Regions from separate parts of the Sus scrofa genome. Here region 1 is linked to region 2. Evidence: chromatin contacts called from public Hi-C data. All regions are on one chromosome and are shown on one strand. Each heading gives the region's core, a stretch centred on a gene start, on an enhancer-like site or on the middle of the called end of the contact. The rest is flanking DNA. Distances are from core to core; before and after follow the strand shown. Region 1 has its middle 29 kb from the start of GORAB. Region 2 holds the start of PRRX1 (paired mesoderm homeobox protein 1).

Evidence for each region. Hi-C and Micro-C count contacts between places; a contact is called where the count stands out from the background.
Region 1: a Hi-C map of embryonic fibroblasts shows a contact between it and region 2, with 2.6 times the contacts expected there. The contact joins the enhancer-like site here to the promoter of PRRX1 in region 2. A contact is called at or near these places in 7 of 47 Hi-C or Micro-C datasets (embryonic fibroblasts, epiblast stem cells, heart right ventricle and 2 more) and 1 of 2 datasets of contacts at active chromatin or transcription factors (skeletal muscle).

What each region holds. Positions count from the first base shown.
Region 1 is chr4:80,559,728-80,564,537 of Sscrofa11.1, reverse strand. No RefSeq gene overlaps it. Among named protein-coding and RNA genes, the nearest start is that of GORAB, 29 kb to the left of the region's middle. Within about 2 kb of position 1,252, at least 10 of the 83 cell types and tissues checked have an H3K27ac peak or open chromatin away from gene starts, as enhancers often do. A contact at or near this core is called in embryonic fibroblasts, where this site is marked.
Region 2 is chr4:80,500,272-80,505,368 of Sscrofa11.1, reverse strand. It overlaps PRRX1 (paired mesoderm homeobox protein 1), which reads left to right and starts at 2,680. Exons shown (of 4, transcript XM_021090642.1): 1 at 2,680-4,331. The coding sequence starts at 4,091.

The sequences.
Region 1 (4,810 bases), core at 3-2,502, 61 kb before region 2:
GGACCGAATGTCCTGAAATATTCTGTTACAGCAGTTCAAACAGACCAAGACAGTAATTACCTACATTCTGGGGAAACTTTAAGTCAATAGGTTATTTTTGTCAAGGATGTCTGCATTTTAATGTAATGGAATATTTTAAAGTAATTTGTATTTTAATTAGTGCAGTGGAAATCTTAACCCCCAGCTAAAGGAATTTCAAGCATCAGAGAGCAGGTGTGAGAATTGGGAGACTGGTGCTGCTGCATGAAGAGGACCTGACATCATGCTCTATTGCACAACCTGAGAAATAAGTTCCTGAAGCCTTTTTGCCCGTGCTGTCATAATCCTCATATGAGGAAAATTACCTTAACCTTCTTCCCTTAAGTCCTGTTGCTAGTGCAACATGCTGTTCAAGAAGAGAAACCAAGTCTGCCATTCAGGTTACATATATCAGTTATTTACGGCTGTGCAAATAAACCATAAACCATCCTGAAACTTAGCCTTCATTTGAGGAAGTATTCAATGTAGAGAATTGTGGGTCAAGCTCAGATTGCTACCCAAAGGGAAACTGAACTACTTTCCAAGAATTGCTTTTACATGTCTCAGGGTCAGGTTCTTGGTTGTTATCTGTCCAGCTGGCATCCTCTAAGTTGTATATGGTACCACTTGTCCCTTGTTTTCAGTTAATGTGGATTACATCTTCAACATCTCATGGACCAGTCTATGGGATTCTTCCATATCTGGCTCCCTCTTAGCCATTTCTATACCTCTCTCAGGACCAAAAAATAATATATTAGGCTCACACCACATTTGCCACACTAGGACCATGGAAAACTCTCTGAGGCAACCCATACACTTTTGTTCTAGATGTGCCAGACTAGATTTCTCTAGCTCAATGCTGGGTAGAAGGGATTTTTTCAGAAGTTTGCCATTTTGTGGCTTCCAACCTGGAAATAAGGTACTGATTTCCCTGTTTTCAGAGCCTGAAAAACCCACACTCAAGCCAGGGTTCAGCCTGTGGAGGGGGCAAGAAGAGAGGGCAAGAGTCCCTTTGAGGGACTTACCAGCATCTAACCTTCTTGCCTTCTTCAGAATAGCCTCCTGTCTCCCAGCCAGGGGAATTTTTATTTTACGTGGGCAGGAAAAAATTGGCTCAAGTTGATCAAGTATTCTTCCAAATCTTTTTTGTCTGAAGCTTGAAGCTCAGCTTTTTAAAATTGAAAGCCAAGAATTTGTCTCTTTTGTTCTCTGGTTCTGCTGTGACAACCCTCCCTTGAGGCAAGTAATGACTCATGGTCTAGCTGCCCTGGTGGGGGAGGGTCAAGGGTAACAGGAAATCACGGGGAAAAACACATTTGTTAACGCATAAAAACATTATACTGCTACGCTAAGATTCCTATTCTCTTTCTCATTCTTTGTTGAACGACAAACTGTCTTTCTCCTTTCTTACAAAGACTTCTGCAGTAGAGAGGGTCTTTGGGATGTAAGTAATAGAAATCCACTCATTCTTGCCCACCCGCTCCCTGAAAATGAAATGCAGGTGCTGGGAGAAAGAGTGGGATGAAGACTGAGACAGAAATGTAATTATGCCTCACAAAGGCACCAAAGACCTGAATTTCCATCAGAACCATGCTTTCTCTTTTTGTATTGAGTATATTTACTCCATGGCTTTCTCTGGCCCCTCTGTAGACAGGGCCACAATTTGAACTCTTCCTGGTACCATGCTAAGACTAAAATCTTTTTGCTCTAATATCTGAATTCTTATGTATTTGTTTATTTTATGGCTGTGCCCATGGCATACAGAAATTCCCAGTCCAGGGATCAAACCCACACCACAGTGTGGCAACGCTGGATCCTTAACCCACTGAGCCACCAGGGAACTCCTAATATTTGATTTCCAATGGAATTGATCAATCATCATGGTTAATGATCACACAACTATAGCTGAGAGTGTGCTTGCAGGGAAGGACAGAATCCCTTCACAAAAAGACTGACCAGTGCCCACCAACAATGGAAGAACGGAAAGAGAAAATCTTGAAAAAGAGGAGGTTGAACAGATAACCCTTTAGATGTCTTGTGTTTTCACCTTTATGAAACTATCTTGGCAGCTTATCTTTACCTATCATGTAGTACTTACCAGACTGCTTATTTCATTTCATAGCTATTTATGGATTCATTTCTCTTCTAATGGGACAAGCAACTGGGCAAGAACTTAGTTTCTTCTCCCCACAAAGGCACACACAGTGTCCTGCACAGTAAAGGCATTCAAAAGTATCTATTAAAGGATCAAATGAATCAATGAGTGGGAATGGAGAAGAGTTAATTGAACAAATAAGCTCCCCCAAAGCAATGGATACTAAAGAGGGATACATAAAAGTCATTTGCATGATAGGTGTAATTTTGAAAAAAAAAATCTAGATACCTTCTATCACATGCCACAATTTTCTTTAGGCAGGGAAAGAGTTAAGTGGTTTTGCACCGTGTTCATGGACTTCTGACATGATATAAAACACTACAATTTTGGCTTTTCCATTTTAGCTGACATAGTTTAAGTTGATGAATATTTTGATTTGTGCCAGTCTCAGGCAGTTTTAAATGCTATCCCTGCAGGAGTCAAGAAGTCCAGTCATAATCATAACAATATGCTTGTCAGTCAAAAGCACCGGAAGATTGTTTAGGTGCAAAGAAAGCATTTTCCTCTGAAAGGAAACAGGGCAATTGAAATCACCTACTTTTCAAGGCATTGAAGTCAAAACTGTTACCAGCTTCATGGTGTGAAAATCCAGGTCTAGGCACCCCCTTGGTGAGACTCCAGTATGTCCTGGGGCTATCCAGCCGAAAAACAAGTTACAGCCTAAAGTTCAGAAGAAATTAGACTAAAGGGAAAGCACAGCGATCAAGGTTGATTTCCCCATCATTATTTGCAGGTCACCATTTCAGCAGGGAATGTATAATGAATTCCCTTCCATCTCTGCCGTCATGCACCTTGGGATAGATTTGCAAGCCAACTAAATCAGAGAATTCATGCAATTACATGAGATCTGGGCAGAAGAAAGCGATTTTTTTTTTTTTTTTTTCCTGAACAGACTGAGCAAATAATACTTGATAGAATTGACCTAAGGGTTATACCATAGGAACTGTTTGCATTAGAGCAGGCAGAATTAAAACATCCACATCGTACTGGGTTCATTAGAAAAAGGGAAAAAGTCAGAAACCAGGGTGGGAGAAAGAAAGGAAGAAATGAACAGCCTGGAGAAATGGATTTCAGAATTGGAGGCAGCCCAGAATTATTCAGATCTCTGGGTATGTTGATGTCAGGACCTTCTTTTTTCAAAGTTAGTGTGACCTTAGCCATTCCAGCTGCTCAACAAATTTGCTCAGCAACTTTGCCCCATCAGAGGAAAATTAAAAAACAAGTCTGGTATCCTCCTTCTAATTTTATTGCATCAATAGCAGCCTTTACATGGAAATGAACTGGTTAAATAAAAAGTTACTATAATAGAAAGAACACCTTTCACCCCCAAAGAATTCCATATACCCCATGCTGATATCAAAAGAATCTCCTCATGGGAAAGAGCAATGTGCAAAGCAGAGGGGAACGAAAATCTGGTGTTCAGAGTCCGCTGGGAGCTTCAGACAAGTATGAAACAATGACTTCATGTAGTAGATAAATTTCTCACATACTTCAACCAGTTTTATTGGCTAAATACTCATGTATCCAGTTATATGAACACCAAGCCTGCCCAAAGAAGAATCTGAATGGGTATTAAAAATATATATATCCATGGTAGAAATCTAATTGTGGGCTAGCCCTTTGTCCAGCAATTCACCGATGTTCCTATTAGCTGATTATTATTGAAGTCATCTAAAAACATGTCCACGATTAGCTTCTATCTCAACTGAAAAGAAATGATAACTATGAAAGTGTAAAAAAAATCTTCTAGCAATAATAGAGCCAGAGACCAGAAACTGTGGCTCTCTCTTTAGCTCTGTCTCCAGATTTTTTCCCATGAGAATCTTTCTTTTCATTTAAGCCATTTATATTTGTTTCTAACCAGGCCAGGCATACATGTACCTTTGCACCCTCATTTGCTATGTCCCCTCTTTTCTCTTGTCTAAACTCTGTCTGTTCTTCACCCTGGATGCCTCCAGGAAGCTCTTATGGGTTGCCCCAGGCTTTACTAGGTCTCTCTTTCCTGGATCCCTTAGCCTCGTCTACATTGCCCTGTAATATTGCAAAAAGTATATAGGTGTTGGAGTCAAATAGACTTAGCTGAAGATACAGGATCTTTCTCTAATTGTGATAATTTAACCTCTCCAAAGTTTCATTTTCTCATGTGTAACCTAGAAATAATAACATCTAGCATACAGAGTTCTTGGGAACATCAAAAAAAGTCATATATACTGAGTACCTGGCCCCTCACACTACAAAGTAAGTTAGAGCTTTGTCTCTTTTTTTTCCCCTGCTTTATCTTTGGCACCTGGAAGAGTTGCTAGCACAGAGTAGGTGCTCAGTTAATGTGTATTAAATGATTAATGAATATTCAATGCGTGATAAGTATTGGTTCTCTTCTATTTTTTCCTCCAGAAGCCTGTCATTTTTGGAGGATGGGGCTCCTGCATATATCTCTTGGCATACTTGGTATAAGGAGTTTGATGTGTGTCCTCCTAAGCATCCTTGGTCTCCTTATTTGCTGGCTGACGCTTGATGGCACATAGAGGTCTCTTATTCATCATGGCAGTTAACCCATTTGTCTATGGACTTCAATGCTACTCCCCAATGATGGAAGCAGTAACAGAGTAAAAATAATAAACATCTTGGGGGGGGGGA
Region 2 (5,097 bases), core at 1,431-3,930:
TACAATCCAGAATCACAACAAATTACAAATGTTCTGTGTAAATACAATAAGGGTGTGCATCCAGTTCACTCCTAATTGTTAGTAGAAAAAGAAAAAAAAAGAAAAAAAACCCACAAGACTTAAACCAAAAAAATAAAAATAAAAATAAATCAATTCTGCAGGTTTATGCCTTGAAGATTTGATTTCTTGGGGACCCTCCCAGAGCATCCTCCCAGACTGCCCTGCAGCCCTGGCTCCCTGTGATGAGAATTCTGGGGCTTGGTGCCTGCAGTTGAGGCCTATGGGATGCTCTGGGAAGGAGCCACCTTCTGAGTGGTGAAGAGTCCTGTGACACTTTTTGCACAGGGTTCCAAAAAGAGTGTGGTGACTGCAAGAGGGGCCCTGCTGCCTGCCTTCAGAGCCTGTCCCAATCTGGCCTCTCCCTTGCTTTGGACACCCCAGGAGTCTGCCTAGATCCAGCTTCTCCTGGGCTTGGAGGGCACTCTGTCTGCCCTCCTGCCCCCACACAGCCCTCAAATGCTACCCTGATTTCTGGAGTGGAGAGGAACTTCTGAACCTCAGGACTCTAGCACAGTGGCAGTGAGTGCTGTGGAAGCTGGACCATCCCCACACAGTTGGCTGGTATTTGAGTTCTCATTCTGGAAGCTATTTTGGGAAAATATTATGCATAAAAGTATATATACACACAAAAGTATACACACACATACATATATATGTATGCATTTGGTTAACAAATGTTAAGCAAATGTATGATTCAATACTTGAAACCGTTAGCATCTTAGTTGGTATTGGTAGGGCTGGTTGATATTATTGGGCATATGACAAGGGGCTGATGTTAAGGGAGAGCCTGATCCCTCTGGAAAACACTGCAGAACACAAATGGAGACATTTGATCAGGTTTCCAACTGCCTGTATTTTCCCTGTGGCCACCTCTCCAACAGGCCAATGGCACACTCCGGACAAGGCAACTTCCTCCAAAAGGCGACTTCTCCTCAAATGACGGAGATTAATGAGTCTTCAGGGGAAGAGGCAAGTCCCTGGGGGAGTCAGAAGCCCTTGGTCCCTTATCCAAACCATTGTTACTAAGAGCAGTTTCGTCAGTGGCAAGGACAAAAAGAAACCTAAGGTACAACTGTGTAAATGAGGGTGGAGAAGGAGTGAGAGGCTAAGGCCTGCTCCATTTCTGGGAAGATTCGAGGAGGCTGATTCCCCTGCGGAATTCCACTAACCTAGCAGTGCCTCGAGGAACCTGGAGAGAAGCCTCCTCAGCCCTTGCACCCAAGCTCATGCTGCAGGACGCTGGTGAAAGCCTCTGTGCAATTAAGCCCAGTCTTTCACAGCCGGTGGTGGCACTGACACGTGTAGGCTTAGGCTCTCAGAAGAAACGGTGTTGGAAATGTCCTCGCAAGGCACCCTCCTCCAAAGCTGCCACTCGGGTGCGAGCCCACTCTGGCGCGCGTCTGTCTCCCACCAGCATCCCGCTAGCCCGGCCGCGCAGCTCCCCACGGCCTAGACGGGACAGATGTTTACTGCTTAGAGCCACGACCGCTGGGTAGAAGGAGCGATGGGCTTGGCGCACCTCGCGGGGCTGGCTGGGGGTGGGGGCCTCTGGGCTCCCGGTCAGGGGGTGCGAGCGGGCCGCGGGGAGGGTGAAGGGATTGAAAGAGGAGGGGGGAGTGGGTGGACTAATGATGAAAAAGTCTCCTCCGTCCTGGCTCCTTAATTAAATGCATGGAAAGAACCGAGGCTAGCACATCTGGTTTCAATCTGCAGCCCTTTGATGGCATCAAATGTTCTTTTCCTAGATCAGGGCTGGAAGTTCTGGGCTAACTATGGCCGTTTGGAGCCCAGAAACCATTTACACACACTCTTTCTCTCAGTCGAGCCGAGCCCCTAGACTATAGGAAGAAAGAAAAAAAAAAAGTAATCAAGGGAGTGAGGGACTGTGTGTGTGTGTTTAAAGAACATAAAACGCCACAAATAAGCACTGAATATTTTACTTACTCGTCATATAGTAACTCATTTCTAATGAGACTATTAAAGCTGTTACCAAATTCCACCCGGTCATGAAAAAATCGCTCAGCACCTCTCTGTCCTCTATCAAGTTAGGGCTCAGCAGACAGACGACAAAGCACTATCTCTAGAGTTAGATGGGGATTCGTCCGCCCCTCTTCCCCGTCCCCACCCCCGTGGCACCCGAATCGGACCCTGAGCCGCCACGGGAACGTCTGCCCGCAGCTGGCTCTAGGAGTGCCCCTGCTTCCTCCGCATCTGGGCAGCGCGACCTTCTCGGCTTAGCGTCGTCGTAGCCTGGGGAAGCGACCTTGGCCGTACTGAAGAGGTTACGAAATTGGCCAGGGTGGGGGGGAAGGGGAGCAATTATGACAAACTCCTAGAGTCCTTTCTCCCAGCTAAATAAATATGTAAATTTCCTACTGCCCTGTACCGTTGATTCCTAGCAGCGCAGAGAGACTCGAATCAATGCAGCGACTTCTAGATCTCTTTAGTCCGTGGAAGAAGCGTGGGAGAGCCTTCCATTATGATCAACCCTGTCGTTTTACTACATTATTTAATAGGCTGTCTCTACAGAACCAAATGTAGCTTTAATATCTCTCTCCCTCGTTCGCAGACCCACCCAGCCCACCACCACTCAAAATTGTTAGAACAGCAGGAAACATTAAAAAGAAAAAAACTCAGAGGGAGAGGAAAATTTGATTGAGATAGTTGTGGATTTTTTCCAACAAGTTTCCCCGCAGCTGTTATCAAAACATGCAAATGAAATTTTCCAACAGGATCTTAAACAAATCTGGAGGAGTTAATGCCTAAGCAAAATAATCAGCCTGTTTGAAGTGACTGTGGGTTTCAGTTTGTCCTTTCTCCCGTGATACTATTGCAGGGGAATGATAATTAGACCTTTACTTTAAAAATCCAAAGGGGCTCTTGCTTTCTCTTCCCTCCCTTTTCTTCCCCTCCTCCCTCTCTCTCTCTCTCCCTCTCTCTTTCTCTCTTGCTCAGAAGTTGGCAAAGGGGGTTTTCTTAATCAGACTGTTTTCTGGTCTGAGGGAAAGGAGGAAGAAGGAGATTGTGATGGAGAAAGGGGGTCTGTAAAACGTCAGGCACCGCACAAAGGCTTTGCCACGTAATTACAGGCTCCTATTAAGTCGAGATCTGCCCTCCCAGGGGTCTCCAATTTTCTTGTATTCCCTACAAAGCCTCCTCTGCATGCCAGTTTGTGCCTTTTGAAGTGCCAGAGAGCTTCTTGATCCAACTGAGAAGGAAAAAGGAGCTCAGCAAGAAGAGGGGGAGAGAGAGAAGGGAACAGGGAAACCCACCACCACCACCCTCCTTCGGACTCTTGGAGCCTTTTTTTCCCCCCTCCTTAGGAAAAGTAAAGTGAGAATCCTGCTCTCCAATACATCTGCAAGACATCACCCTCTCCTCCTGAAACTTTAGTCACTCCTGAGAATCCACAGGAGTGCAGAGAGGGGGAACACATTTTCTTGAAGATGTTTTAAAGCTGGAACAAGCCTTCTTCTGTTGGTGCTTGAACTCTTGCCTGGGAATAACTTTTTTAACCTAAAACACACACACACACACACACACACACACACACACTTTGATTCTTCTCTCCCACCCCTTCTTCTCTCTTCTTCTGTTTGCCTAACTCCCCCGCCCTGCTGGCCTCCCCTTTCCTCTCTTCCCCTTATTATTATTTTTAGCGTGTGCGTGTGAACGCTTTTGGAGAGCTGAAGGGGATTTTTTTTCTTCTTCTTCTCCTGACTTGAACATAGGGTGACTTTTAATTTTATTTTTTGGTGTGGATTATCTCTTTGGACCGCGCCGGACTTGGCCTCGGGAAAGCAACCGAAGCTGTCGGAGGCTGCCGGTGCACAACGCTCTGCTCTACAGAAGGGGGTCCCCCGCCCTCTTTCCACTTTTTTTGTTCTTCCCCTCCTTTCTCTCTCTCCCTCTCTCTCTCTCCATTCCCTCCCCCACTTCCCCACTCGGCTCCTCTCCCCCCTCGCGCCCACAGCGTTTGGTGTTGATTCGAGCGGGAAGAGGGGGGTGGGTGGGATCGGAGGGGGAGACCATGACCTCCAGCTACGGGCACGTTCTGGAGCGGCAACCGGCGCTGGGCGGCCGCTTGGACAGCCCGGGCAACCTCGACACCCTGCAGGCGAAAAAGAACTTCTCGGTCAGTCACCTGCTAGACCTGGAGGAAGCCGGGGACATGGTGGCGGCGCAGGCGGACGAGAGCGTGGGCGAAGCGGGCCGGAGCCTCCTGGAGTCGCCGGGACTCACCAGCGGCAGCGACACCCCGCAACAGGACAGTGAGTGAGGGGCGTGCGTGTCCCGACCGAGGGCGGGGGTCCGGGCTGAGCGGCTGGAGCCCGCCTTGGGCCAGGGGGAGAAAGTCAGAAACAAGGAGAGATTGGTGGCAGTAGCCAGAGGAAGGGCGGTCACAGACGGAGGAAAAAAGATGAGAAAAGGAGGGCTCCGCGGAGGAGGTAGCCAGGGAGAACGCCGGAGGAAAGCTCCGAGGCTCTGCATTTGAGGTCAGGGACTCTGCCCGCCGCAGACTCGCGCCGAAGCGGACTACGCTGCCCCTCAGTCCCAGAGGAGCGAGGCTGCCAAATCTTCCAGCTTGTGGGACGATGGGGCTGGGCTGGAAAAGGGTCCCAGAGCAGTGCAAACTCAGGGAGCCAGTCCTGTTTAGGAAGGCAGCGGCTTAAAGATGCTCAGTCCGGTCTGGAGGGCTTCTTCCGGATGGCATAAGCGGGTTCGAGGGCAGACGGACAGAGTGGCGAAGGGCACCGCCTAAAGGGAGCTGCAACCGTGAGGCTCGTGTTGCGCACAGCGCGCGGGCCGGAAAACTGGGAGTGCGGGAGGGGCGGCGCTGGACCCGCCGGAGCTGCTGTCTGTCCCGGCGGCTGTTGCTGCCACCTACATAAGGGCTTGAGACCCCCGGTGGAATAAACGGCCTGAATGACTCGGGAAGACTCTGGAGAGGCAAAGCCCTTTGGGGTGAAACCCGAGCTCCTGCCAGGCATGATTCCTCACAGCAGAGATGCGCCAGGGAAGTGTGGGGCTCCAATG